3 separate regions of the Triticum aestivum genome follow, and regions 2 and 3 are each linked to region 1. Evidence: chromatin contacts called from public Hi-C data. All regions are on one chromosome and are shown on one strand. Each heading gives the region's core, a stretch centred on a gene start, on an enhancer-like site or on the middle of the called end of the contact. The rest is flanking DNA. Distances are from core to core; before and after follow the strand shown. Region 1 holds the start of LOC123051204 (monosaccharide-sensing protein 2). Region 2 has its middle 49 kb from the start of LOC123051196. Region 3 holds the start of LOC123051214 (probable E3 ubiquitin-protein ligase ATL44).

What was found. Hi-C and Micro-C count contacts between places; a contact is called where the count stands out from the background.
Region 2: a Hi-C map of leaf shows a contact between it and region 1, with 6 times the contacts expected there. The contact joins the enhancer-like site here to the promoter of LOC123051204 in region 1. A contact is called at or near these places in 2 of 5 Hi-C or Micro-C datasets (both in leaf) and 1 of 1 datasets of contacts at active chromatin or transcription factors (leaf).
Region 3: a Hi-C map of leaf shows a contact between it and region 1, with 4 times the contacts expected there. The contact joins the promoter of LOC123051214 here to the promoter of LOC123051204 in region 1. A contact is called at or near these places in 2 of 5 Hi-C or Micro-C datasets (both in leaf).

Annotation. Positions count from the first base shown.
Region 1 is chr1A:364,318,665-364,321,876 of IWGSC CS RefSeq v2.1, reverse strand. LOC123051204 (monosaccharide-sensing protein 2) reads right to left here and starts at 1,437. Exons shown (of 6, transcript XM_044474018.1): 1 at 1,205-1,437; 2 at 937-1,033; 3 at 1-527. The coding sequence starts at 1,015.
Region 2 is chr1A:364,140,584-364,143,795 of IWGSC CS RefSeq v2.1, reverse strand. No RefSeq gene overlaps it. Among protein-coding and RNA genes, the nearest start is that of LOC123051196, 49 kb to the right of the region's middle. Within about 2 kb of position 1,430, at least 3 of the 8 cell types and tissues checked have an H3K27ac peak or open chromatin away from gene starts, as enhancers often do. A contact at or near this core is called in leaf, where this site is marked.
Region 3 is chr1A:364,463,346-364,466,557 of IWGSC CS RefSeq v2.1, reverse strand. It overlaps LOC123051214 (probable E3 ubiquitin-protein ligase ATL44), which reads left to right and starts at 1,617. Exons shown (of 1, transcript XM_044474029.1): 1 at 1,617-2,836. The coding sequence starts at 1,754. The coding sequence ends at 2,503.

The DNA of each region.
Region 1 (3,212 bases), core at 188-2,687:
CTTGGCCTCGGCCATTCTTCCTTTGCTCACAAGCCATCTCGGCGACTCGGGCAAATAGAAGACAGTCAATGCAAAGTACATAAGCGACGGGATCGACAAAACCCCAAGCATGATTCTCCAGTCAGGCTGCGGCATGAGCGACATGGTGAACACCATGCAGTAAGAAAGGAACATCCCTCCTGACCCACTGAACTGCGGCAGCGTGTTCAGCAGCCCTCTAATGTCAGTCGGGGCGGTCTCCGAAATGTAAAGAGGGACAAGGGTGACAGCCAAACCGATACCGAACCCGTCGATGAGCCTGGCCAAGAGCAACACATAGACGTTGGGCGCCCAGAGCATCACCAGGCCACTGACAAAGTAGAGGACAGACGAGGCGATCAGCAGGGGCCGCCTGCCAACAGCATCAGCCACCGCCCCGGAGAACGTGGTGATAACCGTCGCCCCGATGAGCGACATGGCCACGATGAGGCCCTCGATCAAGGGCTGGGTCTCCAAGCTGAACTCCTTCTTTATGTACAGGACGGCACCTGCAGAGATCACAGCAGCAAGTCAACATGGTCAGCGTGAAGTCAAGGCATCAGCATCAGTTCAGAATTCAGAACATGTCGACGCAGACTGAATTATCATGGTTCAGATGCGCAGATCGCGCATGAGACGGATCCGTTCAGAGAAGTCGGAAATCTTGCGAGGATTTCGTTTCGGCTGCTTGATCGGTTTTAAAAGATCGTTGAACAAGAAAGAATATTTGTTTTTACTACCACTACTACTACTACATGCAGCTCCACCAAATCCGTCGTGATCGGAGCCGGCAAGATTCCCAATAATTGCTGCCTCTACCTAACAACACGGGCCCCTGGGAAGCGCAACAGCATAAAGAGTATCCCAACGGCGTCGAAAGAGCAGCTGCTTTTCCGGCGGCACGAACGAACGAATTACCTGCAATGGTCGCATTATCCCACCCCTGCAGCAGGTTCCCGATGGACGCCGCTATGGCGACCAGCACGGCGCCCGACATGGCCGCCGAATCTTACCCCTGCACAGCACAATCACCACCAACAACAGCACCACCCGTCAGCACGGCAAAGCTCGTAAGATATAAAAAACAACAACACCCAAGAACAAATCAGAATCGACAGAAGCAGCCGGCCACGGCCGCCTCTGCTCCACGCACACACGGAACAAGCAGGGGCAGAGCTTCGCTTACCCGACGACGGCCTCCGGAGTTCAGGATCTCCGCTCGGGGCAGGGAAGCTGTGAGGAATCTGGCGAGGCGGGCAGGCGTATAAGAGGCGGAATCCCTGCCAACCCCGGAAGCCTTTTCCCTCCCGCTGTGGCGTCGATTTCGCCCCGGGCGAGATGAGGAGGAGTGTGCGTGAGTGTGGGGTGGGGACTCTGTCGACTACTATCATCTGGTGGCCTCCGAGGCAGCCTCCGATTTCTCTACGATATTCCTCCGCGGGCCGCTGCGGGAAAGGCCGCCGCGACGCTGCCTCGTGGGGCCCCGGTGCGGACGGGCCCACGCGTCAGCCGGCGGTGCGGGTGGGCGCGCGCGTGGAGCGCCCGTTGACGGGTGGGCCAGCCGCGGGCCTGGCGGAGGGGCAGGGCCGCATATGGGAATTATTGAATGGGGCGGGCGAGCCCGGATCCAACCCTCTCTCTCCCGCTCGTCTCGTGTGCGACAACCAGCCACTTTGTACTTGTGCTATTAATTCATTTGTTTAGGGAGGATCCGTGGTGCGCTGTCACATGCTCGCTCCAAAACTGATGGCCCTGCTAGATTCCAAGGGGGTGTGGTGTAGTGTGGTGTACCAGCTTGCAGCAGAGTACTATACGGAATTTCAGACTCCCCATGTTCCGTGTTTTGAATCGTGTCTCGCCTTGCATGATGGGGGTTCCACTGGTTGTAGAATATCTTTTGTAGAAGAATCTGTAGGATCCAAGGTGAATAAGGAGGTTCCCCTGAGGTTTTTACCTCCATTTTTTTTAAAGAAAGTTTTTACCTGGGTTCCAAGCTTGAGAGGAGGTTTATGAGCAAAGTTTTGGCAAAGTTTTCAGCATGTCTTATGAATAGACCCGAATTTGTTTTGGTGTAGCGGACTCGACCGATAGCATAAAAGGTAGACATTGATTGGATTCGATTGCCTCGCTTCTCGCGTCTTTCATTTACAGTTACTTCTACATTTTACGGCTAGATCTACTTCGGGGAGGTGGGGTGATTTTGATCACGATGGGAGTGGTGGATGAGGGACGGGAGAGGTTTGCGGCGACAGACAAATAGACGTGACATCCACCACCATCATCAAGGGAGGACGCCAACCGTGTCATGCCGTTGTGTGCGCGCGGACGCATACAGCCAGGCTAGTTGGTTTTCGTGGGACAAGGCATCACGATCGATTGGCCCACGATAGACTCGCATATTCTACATCAGATGTTTCGATATGTATTCTGTTGGCCACACTACGAGATTGTATGACAACAATATGTGGGCATATGTACCAGGGAGGCATATGAATTCGAATGGCGCCAAAGGATTATGTATGTGTCATGAAACCTGGGCTTGAAATAAAATTTCAGTTCATATTGCTTATGCCTTGTCTATTTCATCTTTAGTCAACAGTCTCTTGTAGGAAAAATCAGGAGCTCAAACAAACAGCTACTTGGAATCAACTTTGGCAGTGAAGCTAAATCAAAATTCGAGACATTTTTAGTGCAATGGCATGAAGCACGTCCAAGTGCACTTCGATGACAAAGCAACACTGGCATGGCTATATGTTTTTCGAATGTAATCTAATGAAGAACAAATGCTAGGGGTTTCAAACTCGAGGAAATTAACACATGCATTTCCGTATCAACAAAAATGCCATGTCCCTTGTCAAATGAATATAATTCGTCTTAATAAAACACACTGAGTGTCAACTTTGGAGTTTGATCACGAGTGGACTAGGAATTAGCCACCTCAAACTCTGGTTGGTTCTCTTCATAGTGGTTCTAGATCTAGTTCCGCCTTTTTACTTCACAGTCTTCATAATTCTACCTTGACTAGATATGCAGGTGTGCTGCTACAAGCAATAAAAATTGTTACCAAAACAGAAGTTGTTGATTCGCATTTAGTGACCAAGATTTGTACTAGCTACAGTTAAAATAGGCAGGTAAATTACCATGATTCGTACCTGAAAAATGGACTATATACGTTGATTGATGTGTATTGAACG
Region 2 (3,212 bases), core at 181-2,680, 180 kb after region 1:
ACCCCCTACCCCGAGGTCTGCCGGTTTTAGTACTGACACCAAGGCCAAACAGTGAAGATCCCCCTATGTCTAGTAGAATGTCTAGGCAGAATGCTTAGTATTATGAACTGCAATGTGGAATGCAATATTATGCCCTTATGTTGTCTACTATGTCCTTGAAATAGGTATATGAACTGCTATGTATGTGCTATGTTGTATGTCGTATGTATGATTTACGTGCTTGAATTCGTCTAGATTTGAGGATGGCCAAATGGAGAAGATAAAGAACGTCATTGCACGGACACACAAATGGGAATCGCCCCCGCTATCAGCGGGCATGTCCGAATATGTCCACGGACATATACATGGCTAAATTAGTCCAATCCAATTAGAGATGCTCTAACAATATAAAGGAGACGCACTGCCGAACTTGTTTAACAGCCACCACATGACATAGACTACATTATTACGTTGTGTTGCTTTCATAAGCACAATAGCATCACCTTTTTGTTTTCTTTGCTCGTTGAAGCTTCCAATCCATGGCGTAGTCCGGGGCCCGAGTACCACAGTACCACGTCAGTCAGTACTAACTTTTTCTAACACACGTCACTACGCAGTAGTAACAACTTATTAAACCGGCCGATCGATGGAATAACACGTCAGTACGTGCGGAAGAAGCTTTAACAAGTGAAACGACAAGCTTGGCCGCCGCGGTGAAGCCATAGTGTTGGCACCCGGTACATATCTCAGCCGGCCGCCGGCGAGGGGTCGACTGCTGGCTCACGCACGCTAGTCGATCATGCGATGCTGACGACGGTGACACGGCACGGCGTGGACGTATGGGCGCATGGACGCGCACAGGTGTCAGCACGTGGCCTCCGGTCTCACCGCTGAGTCATCACCGGCCGGCCTGCGGCGGCGGCGGGGGGTAGTTTCACGTGCCCGCACGCGTCGATCGCGGAGTGGCTCGACGAGGCGCCCATGCTTCCTGGCTGAGGTCTTTTCGGCGCTGGAAGATGCCAAATTGTCTCCACCCTGGGGCACGGAGACGTCTGGTCCATCCGGAGCCGATCCCGAAATCGAATGGAGTACGTGCAAACGGAGCGCGAATTGCTCTCTTCTTTCGTAAACGTCGTGTTTTTCCGCAGCAGTCTTTGGGTCGAAATTAATGCTCGGTTGCCTGGAGGTTTTGCCGCGCGCACGGATGGTCCACCGTGCTGAGGTTCACGTTGATGATCGGTGGGAAGACATGATTTGGATCAAGCTTTTGTCCTCGATGAGTTAGTGGCCATGGTGATAGCGCCATGTGACGAGCAATTAAGAGTAGTTATCTTAATGATATCTTCCAAGCTTTTGTTGACGAGACTTCCGTAATGCCCGGTACTATACATGAGTAGGTACCGCAGAGCGGGCCCGCATTCAGTGTGCAGTCTCAGACTCCGACCTGGCAGTCCGTACTTCGTTCAATGCACGCAAATGTGGACACCGCGCCTACCGGCCGTGAACTTGGTTGCAACGGAGAAGGGAATGTCGACGATGATCCCGGTGCGTGTGTGTGTGCAGTTAGGCCAAGCGTCACTTTCAGACCGGGACGCGTGTTTTTTGTTGGCTTCTCGTAGCGAGACACGACAGCAGCGTGTCTGCTTCAGCCTTCAGGAGGAGGAATGCTTTCGGGTACTGCTAGAACTGTCCAAGCAGAGCGACCTTGCTCGGAGAGCCGGTCCGGAAATGCCAACATAGTTGCTCGAACAAAGAGCAAGTCTATGTGCTCTGTTTGATCTCATAACAAGACCTAATCATGTCAAAACCAGCGCTCCGAGCTTTTTTTTTGCGTTTGGAGCTATTATTTCATGTACTATCAAAGCAAAATTCCCACTCGTGCCCTTAGGGATAGAAGAGATTCCATCTCAAACAAAAGGGGTAGAAGAAATCACTCCTTGGCAATACATAGCAATCCTGCGAAATTCTCTCTCTTTTTTGAACAATAGCATCTCTCTTTTTATTATTCAAATTAAATGTTGTCGGGGATTCCAACGCCTGATGGCCAAATTCTGGTGCTCTAGACGGGACAAGTTGTTCAATATTTTGTGTTGAGCGGGTTCAATATTTCTTCTGACATGCTCTGGTCGTCATTGGGCCGTGCAACAGCTTGGTCCATTTCCAAACAAGGTAGAGCAACATGCCTTGTTGATGGCAAATTCGTACCACGAGGCAGAGGATGATATAATTAATTTGCAGATGTTCTCCAAAATTGCCTAAAAAAGAGATGTTCTAAAAAAATGCAGCTTTTTGTAGGCAAACAAATTTTGCAGTTGGGTTTCCAGGACAAGTGCGTATAGGGGTGGAATAGAAACGGATCGGATAATGCTCTTACTACTTCCATTTTCATATTTTCAAAACAAATACGAATGCGAATACAGATATTATCAGATACAAAAGCGGCTCGGATGTTATTTGAATACACATACATATCGGATGTTTACTCGATTCGGAACGGATACGAATAATAGCGACATATTGCTTAAATAAATTAGTTAACAGCAACGTGACATAAAATAATCAACCTGTGACATACAGTAAGTCAATGATAAATATGTTTATGAATAAATACTATTGTAATGCATAATAATTTCTAAGTTTACTCACACAAAGAGTAAAATTGACCACTTATTTGGCCTTTATGTTGGATAACTGTAATACTGGAGATAGAATTTTTGAAAATTACCTCCCATAATCTTATACGGATACGGATATATCCACTTCCATATCTATATTTGTGTCAAATTCTCATATCATATTAAATTTTTTATTTCTCAAACAAATGCGGATACGGACAATATCCATTTCCATTTTGGGTAAGCTGCGGATGTTTTGGATATGACTAGGCATTATCCGCTACTACCTCCATTGGCGGAGCTATGTGTATTACTGCAGGGGCCATGGCCCCCCTAGCTCTTGGATTTTTTGTGAAGAAATTCTGAATTTGGGTGTCACAAATTGAGAGAAATATAGTTTGTGAAGAAACCAGCCCTCCAAACACGCCACGGCCCCCTCATTCATTTGTGGTTAGCTCCGCCACTGCTACCTCCGTCCTGGTTTATTGGTCCCTTTTCAAATTTTTGTCAAATTTTGATCAAAAATTTAACCAACAAAATGTTAATGCATGTCAAAAAATTATATTATTGAATTCGTATTTAAACAGTTTTCGATGATTTTTTTTGTGATGGTGCGTG
Region 3 (3,212 bases), core at 368-2,867, 140 kb before region 1:
CCATGACGCCATCAAGTACATGTCGAAGATCGCCGACAGGGAAATCGTGGTGCGAGACGCCAAACGCTTCCACCATTTCAAGGACGGAGCCTGCTCCTGTGGCGATTACTGGTGAATGGTGTCTCGCGACACAACCTGTCCGTTGTCCACCAGCTCCGTCTTTGCTTGGTCTCAAATCTGTATGCCGCTGCCATGAACTAGGACAAGGTCGTGCGGAAGCTAATGAAGCCTGGGTGTAGCTCGATAGAGATACGCGGAGTCTACTGACTGACGTGAACCAGCATATAGGTGAGTGCCAGTTCCAGTTGTCCTGTGCAACTGCAAACACAGTGATTATGAAACCGTGATGGGATGGTTACGTTTCAGAAATTTGAACGAAGGCTCTAGATCTTTTTCATGCTTCTCGGAGATTTGATACCATAGGGAGGACAAGCAGAATAACTGTGCAAACGTCTCTCATCAGTCATTGTCTGCTGAAATAATTGTTACCCGAGTGCAGTACCACAAGTCCACACATGCACTGCGTCTGCGTCGTCACCCCTGTTGAAATCGTCGCCAGAGTCGTAGGCGACCGTACCTCTGAATACATGACGCAGCGGTCGGTCGTCGAGGTCGTCGAGGTTTACGGCACCACGACTCTACCACCACCAACGCCAGTACCGATCGCGACGTCAACACCGGCCGTGCTCGGCGCGCCATCCCGAGCCTTCGACGCACCGTCGTCGGTCTACGCACCGGCCTCGCGATCGTTTCATTTTCCACCGCCCCGGACGGGAGGCGCGTCGCGTCGTGGTAGTGCCCCGTCGGCGAGCGTGGCCGTCGCCGTCCGAGCGGCCGCGGGCGTCTCTTGCCGTGGGGGCGGGGGAGGCGACTCGAAGCGTGGCGAAGTTTTGCTTTGCCTTGCCTTGCCTTGTCTTGCTTTTCTCCCGGGGCTCGTCTCGTGGACTCATCGTGATCGCCAGTAGTACGAATCTTGACGAGGGGAGGGGGTCCAGATAACGCTGGACGGACTTTCGTGGCGTTCGTTCGAGCTGCTAGTGGTTGAGGAACGCTTGCTTCTGAAGGAGTAGGAGTGGCGGGTCGGACGGACCTGCCCCATGTGGGAGCATGGCAATGCCGCTCGCTGTTCGAGACTGCTAGGCCATAGCTATAGCGCCTCGACTATTGGCAGTTGAGCATCCGCTGCTCATGATTGGGATCATTTTTCCGCTTGATCGTGGAGCTGCTTTGGCCCTCTTCGTTGACCTGCCGGTGAGTGGAAACTGGCCGGCGTCTGCACGACGCGGAATGTCGCGTCCGACGACAGCGAAACTTCTTTCTTTAGAAGATCAATCAGGGATCGCCTCCCCGGTTCCATTTCATTGCAGAACGAACACGCATCATCCATCTACCCTACTCCATCCACAGCGAAGGCGTTTTCTTTTCTTATATAAAGCTCCGGAGGAAATGTCTCTGAATCTGCACCCAAAGTAAATCTTAATCTCTCCCAAAAATAAAATGCAAAATCTTAATCTCTAATTATCCTGGCGCGTCCACGTGGGCCTTTTGGGATTGTCCAGCTGGTCGACGATACCGGCCCCCAACCCGCGGGAAATCGCCACGGGAGCTTCGCTACGACGCTTACCCGCCCGCCATTAACAATCGCAACCTGCCAACACCACCACCCCCCCTTTCGCTTCTCTCGCGTCTCGCCACAACTTTAATTTTGCGGAAAAGGCCCCCTCCAACTACCGGCGCTGGACGAACGTGGGCGATGCTCCGGCCATCGCCGTACCCGTCGCGGCGTCTCCTCCAGAGCGGCGACCCCAGCCGCATACCGGGCATCCCCCCGGCCGATCCGCCCGCCGGCGTCAGCTCAGATGTCGTCGTCATCCTCGCCGCCCTGCTCTGCGCGCTCATCTGCGTAGTCGGCCTCGCCGCCGTCGCGCGGTGCGCGCGCTCCCGCCGCAACGCCAACGCCCACGCCAACCCCTCCTCGCCGTCCGGCAGCCCGGCCCACGCCCTGGCGGCCTTCGGCGGGGGCGGCGGCGGGCATAACCATGGTACCACAACTACTACGACGACAGGCGCGTCCGGGGGCAGCGTGACGACCACCAGCAAGGGGCTCAAGAAGAAGGCGCTCAAGGCGCTGCCGAAGCTGGCGTACGCGGACGCGGTGGCCGCGGCGGCGGCGGCGAGGGGCGCCGTGGCGGGGGGCGAGGAGGAGGAGGGGCAGGACGGGATCCTCGCGGAGTGCGCCATCTGCCTGACGGAGTTCGGCGAGCGGGAGGAGGTGCGCGTGATGCCGCAGTGCGGCCACGGGTTCCACGTCGACTGCGTCGACACCTGGCTGCGCTCCAACTCCTCCTGCCCGTCCTGCCGCCGCCCCATCGTCCTCGACGACCCCGCGCCGCCCAAGCGGTGCCGCAAGTGCGAGGAGACCATCCTGGAGGCCGTCATCGCCTCCTCGTCGTCGTCGGCCGGCGGCAGCCGCGGCGGCGGCCGTGGGGGATTCTTGCCGTAGTAGCAGTAGAAGAGCCGTCATGTCCCCTGGCGGGTGGGTCCAGGTCGGTGTGGGTAGTTGAGCTGCTCCTTTCTGCTGCTGGCCCACGCTGCAGTACTACCGCAGTGAAGTTTTTCTTCTCAAGAAATGGAAGGGAGAATAATTAGAGCTGTGATGTGAACGTGACTCTTTTCTGCAACCTTTTTCGCCCTGCACTTGCGCTGCTGCTCCAGTACGTATGGATGTGGGGAACATGACATCAGATTTGTAAAGAGCGTGCGTGGTCTCGTGTAAAAATATACTATTTGTACTGCAATAGCTTGCTCAAAAGAGGCAAAGAAAAAACATTTTACATGTGGATCCGGCAAGCTAGAAATATGCAGCTCGTGTCTGAAAATCTGTTTGGTGTGGGCGATTTGGGTGGAAGTTGTGGAGTAATGGCAGTTATGAAATACCCCCTCCGTAAATTAATATAAGAGCATTTAAACTAATACTTTTATAAAAGTGTTTAGATCACTAAAATAGTGATATAAACACTCTTATATTAGTTTGCAGAGGGAGTACTTCCAATATGAAGAAATATGTAGAAGTCGACAATGGCATGAAAATGTTTCAGGTATGGAGAGAGAAATCAATAATCCTAGACGTAGGGGCCTGTTACAGGATTGTTACAGAACTTTTCTTAAATCTCTCTGCCCCCTAATTTCCCATCGGGTGGCCGGCCTCACTC